3 separate regions of the Mus musculus genome follow, and regions 1 and 3 are each linked to region 2. A link is a contact called in public Hi-C and HiChIP or PLAC-seq data. All regions are on one chromosome and are shown on one strand. The core of a region is the stretch at or near the end of the contact, and the rest is flanking DNA. Distances in the headings are between cores, read along the strand shown.

Region 1 (2,700 bases), core at 63-2,562, 130 kb after region 2:
CTTCTGTCTTTTATAAGGCACTGACATTTCTTAACCTTTCCACTTACTTCCTTCACTGACACCAAAAGGTCAAAAGAGCCACTGATGGACAGCCGTGCTTAGTGGCAAACGCCTGTAATCCCAGCATTCGGGGGAAGTAGAGGCAAAAAGGATCAGAAGCCCGAGGTCGTTCTCAGCACACAGCCAGTTCTAGGCCAGCCTGGGCTACATAAGACCCTGTCTCAGAAAAGATTCTGATCGGGTCACATGCATAGTTCTAGACTGTTTACCCCTCTCTTGTCTAAGCACAGAAAGCTCTGAACGTCTGAGATCCTTGGAGGTATGAGGTCTACCATTTGTCTCTGGCCCAGGGAGGCAAGATCTTATATTGCAAACGACTGTTCAACCAGTCAGTTTGTTGTGACAGCAAAAACCAGACAGGTGATGCAAAAGCCCAAAGGGTATATACGTGGAGACTCTGTGATCGAGAGAGAAGTTCTTATATTTTAACTCAGAACAGCTTTCAAGTGACTAGACACAAACACACGGAGAGCTCTTATCTCACTTAGAGAAGTGAACTTCAGTCTCAACAAACTACCCAGAAAAACACATGCTGAGTTCATGGTTCACTACTTAATAGAAAGACAGAAACTCAAAGATAAATGTTGTTGCTTCGGAGGGTGGGGGAATAAGGCTGGGGTATGGCGTGCGGGGTGAAGAATCTGAGCGCACCCTTTCTGTGCCAGGAGATAATTATCACACACGGGGTCTCCGGGAATAACCCTGGCTGCAGGGAGAATCTCCTATGTACAGGTTCCATATGTCAGGTCGCGAGCCACAGAGAATTGCAGACTCAGGCCCTGGGAGTGCGTCCGTGGATGGTTTCACACCAGGTGTATGACTACTCGCAGCACAGGAGCCCTGGAAGCCGGTTGTGGACTTGGTAGGAAGAGGCTGCAGGGTCCTCCAGCCTCCGCTGGTAGCATACCCAAAAGATGGCCAGAGATCCCTGGGCCTCCTAAACCCTGCACCGGGAGCTGTGCATGAGCATCTCAGAGCACCTGGCTGCCCCGCGCCGCCGCCGGCTCCCGTGTCCACGCCCCTCCGGACCCGCGGCTGCACCCCGCATCTCCCCCTTTCAGTGAGTGTACCCCTTGCCCGGTGCTGCCCAGCCACCTACCTGCTGGCCGCCGACCCCAGCCCTGGACCACTCTTCGCGGCGACCGCCCTCTCCTCCGCCTTTTCTTCCGTCTACGTCCAGCTCTCCGGAGTTGCGTCAGCCGCGTTAGACTGAAGCCCCGTAGCGCCGCTGACGTTGGGAGACGGGTCTGACCCACGCTACGCCACGGCAACGGCGCAGGCGCTTCTGAGAATCGCGCCCACGCTCCACGTGGCGGCCCCCTCCCATCCCCAGGCTCCGCGCCCGCAGAGTATAGGGGCGGGGCTTCGAGCACCCAGAAAGGAACCTCCCCAGACAGCTTCCCAGAAAGGTAAGGAAGACTGGCTTCTAGTTGCTGATGGATTTCATAAAGCGTGTTTGACAGTTGATCGTCTATATGTCAGACTCACATTAGAAATAGATTGAATCAACAAAGACCGTCTCCCTCAAAACAAAAACAAAAACAAAGACTGGCTATTGAAAAAAATTGGCACCATGGTAAAACAAGTTGGCACCTAGTTACCCGAAAATAACAGCCCAAGTGTTTTCAGCAAAGGTGGTGGTAAGAATACTGCATTTTAAGACGGTGTGTTTAATCTCTGATTATTAATAACCACTGATTATCCCAAAGTTGAATGCATAACGGACACAGATCATCTCCTTCCGGGCTGGCAACGTTCTCGTCCCATAGCACCGTTCGTTGCAGGGAGGCCATTGTCTAGAGAAGGTCAACTGTGGCTGAAAATTGGTTCTTTATGCTTTTGTAGTCCTGACAATGCTACTGAGCCTATTCATTCATTTTCTAATTCACTAAAGGGAACTTACCACTACTTCTCAGTCCATGATGCAGGAGTATGGGGGGAAGGGCAGGGGGCGGGGAGCGGGGGGGAGTGGGGGGAAGGGCTAAAAGGAGGTTTCAGCTTAGGAGAGATCCACGCTCATGGATGATAGGTTTGCAGAAGAGAACATCTGGCTGGGAGCTCACCATACAAAGATTTTGAATCTTATGGGTCACCAAGTCAGTGAATCCAAACTTCTAAAGCCCTGGAATGATATGATCAGGTTTTTGTGTCGGAAATCAGCACAGAGGTGTAGAAACTGGGAAGTGGGTTAGCCTATTGCAAAGCGCCCTGTAAGAAATAAAGCAGACGAAAGGCGCCGACAGGGGGCGTGGGAGCAAAAAGGAAGGCGCGCTCACAGCACTTTTTGCTAAGGGTTGAGTACCAGGAAGAGGAGTTCTTTGAAATGAAATGTGCGTCGGCATATGAGATCTAGGAAGAAGCTGAGAAAATCTGTGCTTTGGGAAGGGTGTTGGCGCCAGGACGCGTTAAATTTTGAGCACGTTGAGGGTGGGGAGGTGGGGCATTAAAGAGAAACAAAACAGCAGGCGCTGATTAGATCTGGTACCCGGGCTTCTAAAAAAAGTGGGGGGGGGGGGGTGCGTGTGGGTGTGTGTCAGGGGTGTAACTAGACTAAGGGACTGGAGCTAAGTTAGAAGGCGATTCTGATTCTTCAGTTCACCCACAGATCACCTTATTGTAATTGCTTGTCTGTCTTCCCTC
Region 2 (2,745 bases), core at 154-2,653:
TCGGATCATACACCACCAGACCTAGTCAATGCCACACTGAGGATGGAAGCAGTCATGTCATGAACACTGGGCAGACAGTCTACCCTCAGCCTTGTTTCTGGGCTTTACAGGCAGGAAAGTGACCTGGCAGTGACAGATGTTACTGACAGGTGCTGACTCCAACAGGGCATCACTGGGAGGGACCTCATGCAACACATTTCCCAAACCCACTCAACTGTCAGCTCCACCATCCTGAATGAACATGCTGGAGAAACCCAGATACACCTAGGCTTCCATGTACCAGAGTCTAAAAACATGCTGGAGAAACCCAGATACACCTAGGCTTCCATGTACCAGAGTCTAAATTATTTATTTATTTATTTTTTTTTTTTTGGTTTTTCGAGACAGGGTTTCTCTGTATAGCACTGGCTGTCCTGGAACTCACTTTGTAGACCAGGCTGGCCTTGAACTCAGAAATCCACCTGCCTCTGCCTCCCGAGTGCTGGGATTAAAGGCGTGCACCACCACGTCTGGCCAGAGTCTAAATTCTTGATGCACAGGAAGGTATCTTTCAAGTCTTCCACACATCTCTCTCTACCTTTTGCTGGCCTGTGCTCCTCCAAGGACTCTGTTCTTCATCCCACCTCCACCCCAGTCTGCTCTTCAAAGCCTCTTCTCTCCCTTCTACCTCCTTTGGTGGGGGCTGCTTTTTCCTCTCACACAAGTACTGAACTTTCCAGAAACAAGTACAGCCACTGTTTACCAACATTCACGTGGAACTCTGACCCTCTCCATCCATTTCAGCCTCTACTCATTGCTCTGACTCTATATGAGGAAGCCCAGAAACAGAGCTAAGTGGGAGACAGTTGTCCTTAGAAGGCAGAGTAACTAGGAGAGCTGAGTAACACACAATGGAATTCTCCTTAGCAGAGAAGTCCATGAACATCCCCAGAGGTATGTCCCGAGGAGTAGTGAGCTAGTGAGCTGCAACCTAGGCATGCTAGGCATCACTATTCGAACCAGCTTGAACTAAGCTTTAAAAATGTGTTCTTTGTACAGATTGCTGCTGGAGAGGGACCTCAAAGCAGCCACTAATCAATCAGCCATAGCACTTTGGCTTCCAAGAGTTTCCTAGCTTGGCTATACTCATCACCATACTAAATGGGAGAAAACAGTATTTAGAAAGAGGAAAGTCTCCGACTCGACAGCAGGGATCTACCCTCATGTTTGAGAAGTTAGCAGTTCTCATAGCATGACCTGTGAGCCTAACACCATTCAGAACTCTGGAGACGGTCTTCTCACGAAAGGCCCATCGTTACACGCCCTGAGGTGGTGGGGGTGGCAGTTAGAGGAGGAAGGAGAGACTGTAAACTGACCCAGCCTCTGCTGTCAAGGAAGAAGCAGAGAGCATATAACCATATAAGGGAAAAGTGGCTCCCTGTTGCATCTGCTTGCAAAGAGTTAAGGAATGAGATACAGCGCATGGTCTGAGAAGGGTGATGATCTGTGTTCTGGCCCTGCTGTGGATGGGCTGTGGGGCCTTGGGCAAGCTCCTGCACCCCTCTGACTGTTTCTAGTTCTCCAAAAAGCAAGGGCATACTACAGGTATCTGAGTTCTTATTCAAGAGTGATGTTCCACAATACTATAATATTTAGAACACTTGCTGTGGGAATTACAGACAGGCAGGGAGGAAGGAAGATAGGAAAAGGAATATGAAATATGACAAAATCTGTTATTACTGAATGGCGATAGCATTAAGAAAATATCCACTGTGGCTTCAAACCAAAGGCCAAGCACAGTCAGTGCTCACAAACCAATCTTCATAGGCTCTTATGGAACTATGGGCATGCTATACTTTTTACTTGTGGGCCACTCTGCAGACATACTACAGGGCAGTGGCGTCCACTCGTGTTAGTGAGAATGTCCTCATCATAAATAACACCAGAGCCCACGCTCCCTGATCCACAGAAGAGCAGGACAGAGGGCAGTCCACAGTATGAGACTCCCGATCAAATATGAAATGCCAATTAGGTCACTATGTAGGATCCCTGGGAGACAAGGACACTTAGACACCGATATACTAACTCACCTAACTGTTCAATGAAAACAGAAGAAGGCGAGAGAGGATGAGAGCAGCCTGTCTTCCCTCTACTTCCCCGACAGGCAGGTTGCCCTGGGGGCAGAGATGGATTTCTACCTTCAAGTCACACACGTGGTGGCTCAGGAACTGGAGTGCTAAAACCAGGACTGAAATCATATGCGAAGACATTTGTCCATGGACAAATTGTTTCCGCCTGGCTGACTCAGTTTCCTTATCCAGGGAAGTGGGAACACTGTAAGACCCCATACCTCATGGAGTTACAGAGATCTGAAGGGATTGACACACAACAGGGCTCAGCACAAGGTTCACTACAAAAAAGCCTGTTGTCGCCTTCGGGAAAGGAGACCAAAGTTTTCATCCGATATCGAAAGTCCATGATGCAATAAAAAGTATGACCTGTTCAGAAACCTGTTCCTGGCATGGAACTAAGGCCATCCTTTGAGAGGGACCACTTTTTCCCAAGACTTCCTATCTTTCCAGGAGACAGGAATTAGAGGTTCTCTGGGTTCCCTGAACCCACGGGACACAAAAGAGAAAGCATAATCCTAGTACTTGGGATTTCTGAGTTCGCGGCCAGCCTGGTCTACAGAGTGAGTTCCAGGACAGCCAGGGCTAAACAGAGAAACCCTGTCTCGAAAAACAAACAAACAAACAAACAAACAAA
Region 3 (2,752 bases), core at 183-2,682, 67 kb before region 2:
TGTCCCTCCTTCAGGAAAGTCAGTAACGAGGCAGGGAAGGAGAACAGACCACGCTACTTCTCAGAGCACAGAGCCAAGTGTTTCTATGCAGCTAAGTCAAGTCAACTCCACACTTACTTCCTACATCCCCACACCTGCCAAACTGCTCAGAGTCCAGCTTCCTGATCTAAAATTACCACAATGAGGATGAGAGGGCGAGGCTGGAGCTTACAGCGTGTCTTTGGGTGGGACTCAACACCCTGCCCATGTCTGTTTGGGGGTGGGGTGGGGGGAAGTAATGAGAAAGCAAGTTTCCTTTCCCCCTGCTCTTTATTCCTGCCCCCAACACCCCCTCTTCCATGGGGAGGAAACCACAAAACTCACAGCACATCCCAGACCACATGGCAACCCCAGGGAGCGCCTAGCCCCATCAAGAGAGTAAGTGACTGGTGTTATAAAACTATTAGGAAAGCCAAACCTTGGTCATAGGAACATCAGGCAAACTGGCAAATCTACAGCCCAGCTGTACGATCCTGGACGCATAGCCAGATCTGTCCAACTTCTGAGCTCCACCCATCCCACTCTGACTACACAGAACTTTGAATCAGAAATGTACACCCCCCCCCCCACCTCTTGGAGAGGAGAGGCAGGAAGGAACTGCAGGCGAAGCCAGAGAGGGGCTGGAGTGCTCTGGGAAATGGCCCTGAGTATCACACGGGGAGTCACCATCCAACATCTACAGGAGCTGCTTCACATTCAGCCTGACTCAGAGGTTTGAGGCCAGGCTAACTCTCCCGGAAACACAGTTTTCACAGAAGTATTGGGAGTTGCAAACTTCTCAGGAGAGAGCCCCACTACAAAGAAGGTTCAGCCTCTACAGTAAGCCTTCTAAAGCAAGGAAGACAAGGCTGCAGCCTCAGGCTCTTCCCTTACTCCTCCCTGGCTTACACACTTGCAGACAGACCACACACACGCACACGCACACGCACACTCGCGCGCGCGCGCACACACGCACACACAGAGGAAACAACTTAGGGAGAGGAAATGCCTTCTACACATGCGAGGATTAGGGCTCACAGTATGGTGTTAGGAGCAAAGAAGGAAAGAAACCATGCATGATCGGACAATTAAAAGAAACAGCCCCAAAGAGAGATACCTGGAGGGAGTACTAGGCCTGAAGGGCTTTTCACTGTCTTCACGGGAATTATTTTAACAGCAGATATAGAGCGAGCACGGAAAGGGTCGGCTGTTGGAAACACAAGAGGGTAAACGGTGCATCCAGAAACAACATTTGGGAGCCGCTCAGGCAAGTCGAGGAACTGTGTGGGGACAATAGGAGGAAACTGCCTACGCCACAAGAACAATGAAGAGAGCCGTGGATGCAGTCCTTAAAAATAGCCTGCTTTCTCTCTCTGGGGTTCTGGGCCAAGATGGCTGAAGCTTTCTGAGGCCATCACTCAGATGGAGTTGATCCATGGGTATTGGCAGCCCCTGGCACAGGGAGCTTGCCAGGGCTGGACAGAGATGTACAGAGACACAGATGGCCTGGCAAGTAGAGGAAGGGGGATACAATCAGAGTACGAGGTGTCCCTTAGGAACAGTGGGTCATCTGCTGTACAACCGGGAATTTGAGGACGGGGCCATGGCTGTAGGTTGAGTGCAGCTAAAAGGGGGAATGCCCTTGTAGACTGCCTGGTCCTTCAGGCCTCAAAGCTGCTTCTTTCAAAGCATACCTTTTAGGGTCCTGTACCTGCTCTGACCCCCATCTGCTGGGAAACAGATGGTGCTGCTTAATCCCACTCTTTGCTAGAAAAGAGGTGCCAAGTGGATGAGGAAGGCTCTGGACAGCACCCCAGTACACAGCGCTGGATGCCGAGACCCCATTTCTTGCCTGCCTAGACCACCCATCTCAATGACAGGCACATCACCAAACCTCCCTTGCAGATGCAGCATGGTGCCAGAGTAACCCCAATGGACTGTGCCCAGGGGTCTCAGAGTCACAGAAAACAGAATGACACGGGGTAGGTCTGCTTGGAAATAAGAGACTATTGACTCAGCACCACGTGACTGGGATTGCCAAGTGGGCAGGAAGGAATGGAAGGAAAGTGGACAGCGCCCATTCTGTCCATCCTGCTGCTGCTTCGGAAGGCACACAGCACGCACACAGTCTATGTTTACAATAACTGAGACAGGAGCGACAATTCTGCATAGATCTAGATTGAATGAACTTCTCACAGGAATCCTGTTCACTGTACCTTACAATCACTTGGGAGACTGCGCTGGGGTGGGAAGCAGATTTGGGGTGCTGTTTTCAGCCAATCACTCAGTCACTTGTTCTACCTTTGTTCTCAAGTGCAGAGGCTGAGGCAGGAGCCCAGTTATCCTGGCTCGGTGTCCATTGCAGGCCATTCTGATGACCTTTAGGTTACACCTGTCTCCTTGTTTCCTACCAAACGTGAGTCTAGCTAAGGCAGAGGGAAGCCATCACTACTGCTGTGATGTATCTCACACACACATCCTCCCCCCCCCAACATCACACACAAACTCTTTTAATAAAAGTTTCTTCTATATACAGATTTAAAGAGTGAAACTGGTGATCCCAGGATTTCAGAAGCCCCTCCCATGCTCCCAGTTTAAATATTCCCTTGCAGCCCTCCCACAGCACGCCCCCCCTCAATATTCCCTACGTGCAAGACAGCCAAGACAGCCCCAAGACCCTAAGAGTATAGCTCACAAGAACTGAATGGAGGAGGGCAGCAAGCTAGGGAGGTGA

Evidence for each region. HiChIP or PLAC-seq counts read pairs in DNA pulled down with a chosen protein or histone mark. A called contact is a pair of places that touch in the nucleus more often than the background predicts.
Region 1: a contact with region 2 is called in a CTCF HiChIP or PLAC-seq map of the NIH/3T3 cell line, with 16 read pairs. The contact joins the promoter of Aldh18a1 here to the enhancer-like site in region 2. A contact is called at or near these places in 1 of 15 datasets of contacts at CTCF or cohesin (the NIH/3T3 cell line), 3 of 115 datasets of contacts at active chromatin or transcription factors (embryonic stem cells, intestinal crypt epithelium and intestinal villus epithelium) and 2 of 9 other capture datasets (adipose tissue and liver).
Region 3: a contact with region 2 is called in a Hi-C map of liver, with 2.7 times the contacts expected there. The contact joins two enhancer-like sites. A contact is called at or near these places in 1 of 39 promoter capture datasets (macrophages), 13 of 484 Hi-C or Micro-C datasets (brown adipocytes, cerebellar granule neurons, cerebellum and 6 more), 6 of 115 datasets of contacts at active chromatin or transcription factors (cardiomyocytes, embryonic fibroblasts, embryonic stem cells and 3 more) and 3 of 9 other capture datasets (adipose tissue, liver and pancreatic islet).

What each region holds. Positions count from the first base shown.
Region 1 is chr19:40,587,151-40,589,850 of GRCm38.p6, forward strand. It overlaps Aldh18a1 (aldehyde dehydrogenase 18 family, member A1), which reads right to left and starts at 1,313. Exons shown (of 19, transcript NM_019698.2): 1 at 1,160-1,313. It overlaps Gm27042 (a long non-coding RNA gene), which reads left to right and starts at 1,382. Exons shown (of 4, transcript XR_386705.4): 1 at 1,382-1,469.
Region 2 is chr19:40,461,713-40,464,457 of GRCm38.p6, forward strand. The region is part of intron 1 of Sorbs1 (sorbin and SH3 domain containing 1); the gene reads right to left. Among named protein-coding and RNA genes, the nearest start is that of Sorbs1, 51 kb to the right of the region's middle. Within about 2 kb of position 1,404, at least 55 of the 459 cell types and tissues checked have an H3K27ac peak or open chromatin away from gene starts, as enhancers often do. A contact at or near this core is called in the NIH/3T3 cell line, intestinal villus epithelium and liver, where this site is marked.
Region 3 is chr19:40,394,544-40,397,295 of GRCm38.p6, forward strand. The region is part of intron 4 of Sorbs1 (sorbin and SH3 domain containing 1); the gene reads right to left. Among named protein-coding and RNA genes, the nearest start is that of A930028N01Rik, 99 kb to the left of the region's middle. Within about 2 kb of position 1,433, at least 51 of the 459 cell types and tissues checked have an H3K27ac peak or open chromatin away from gene starts, as enhancers often do. A contact at or near this core is called in liver, where this site is marked.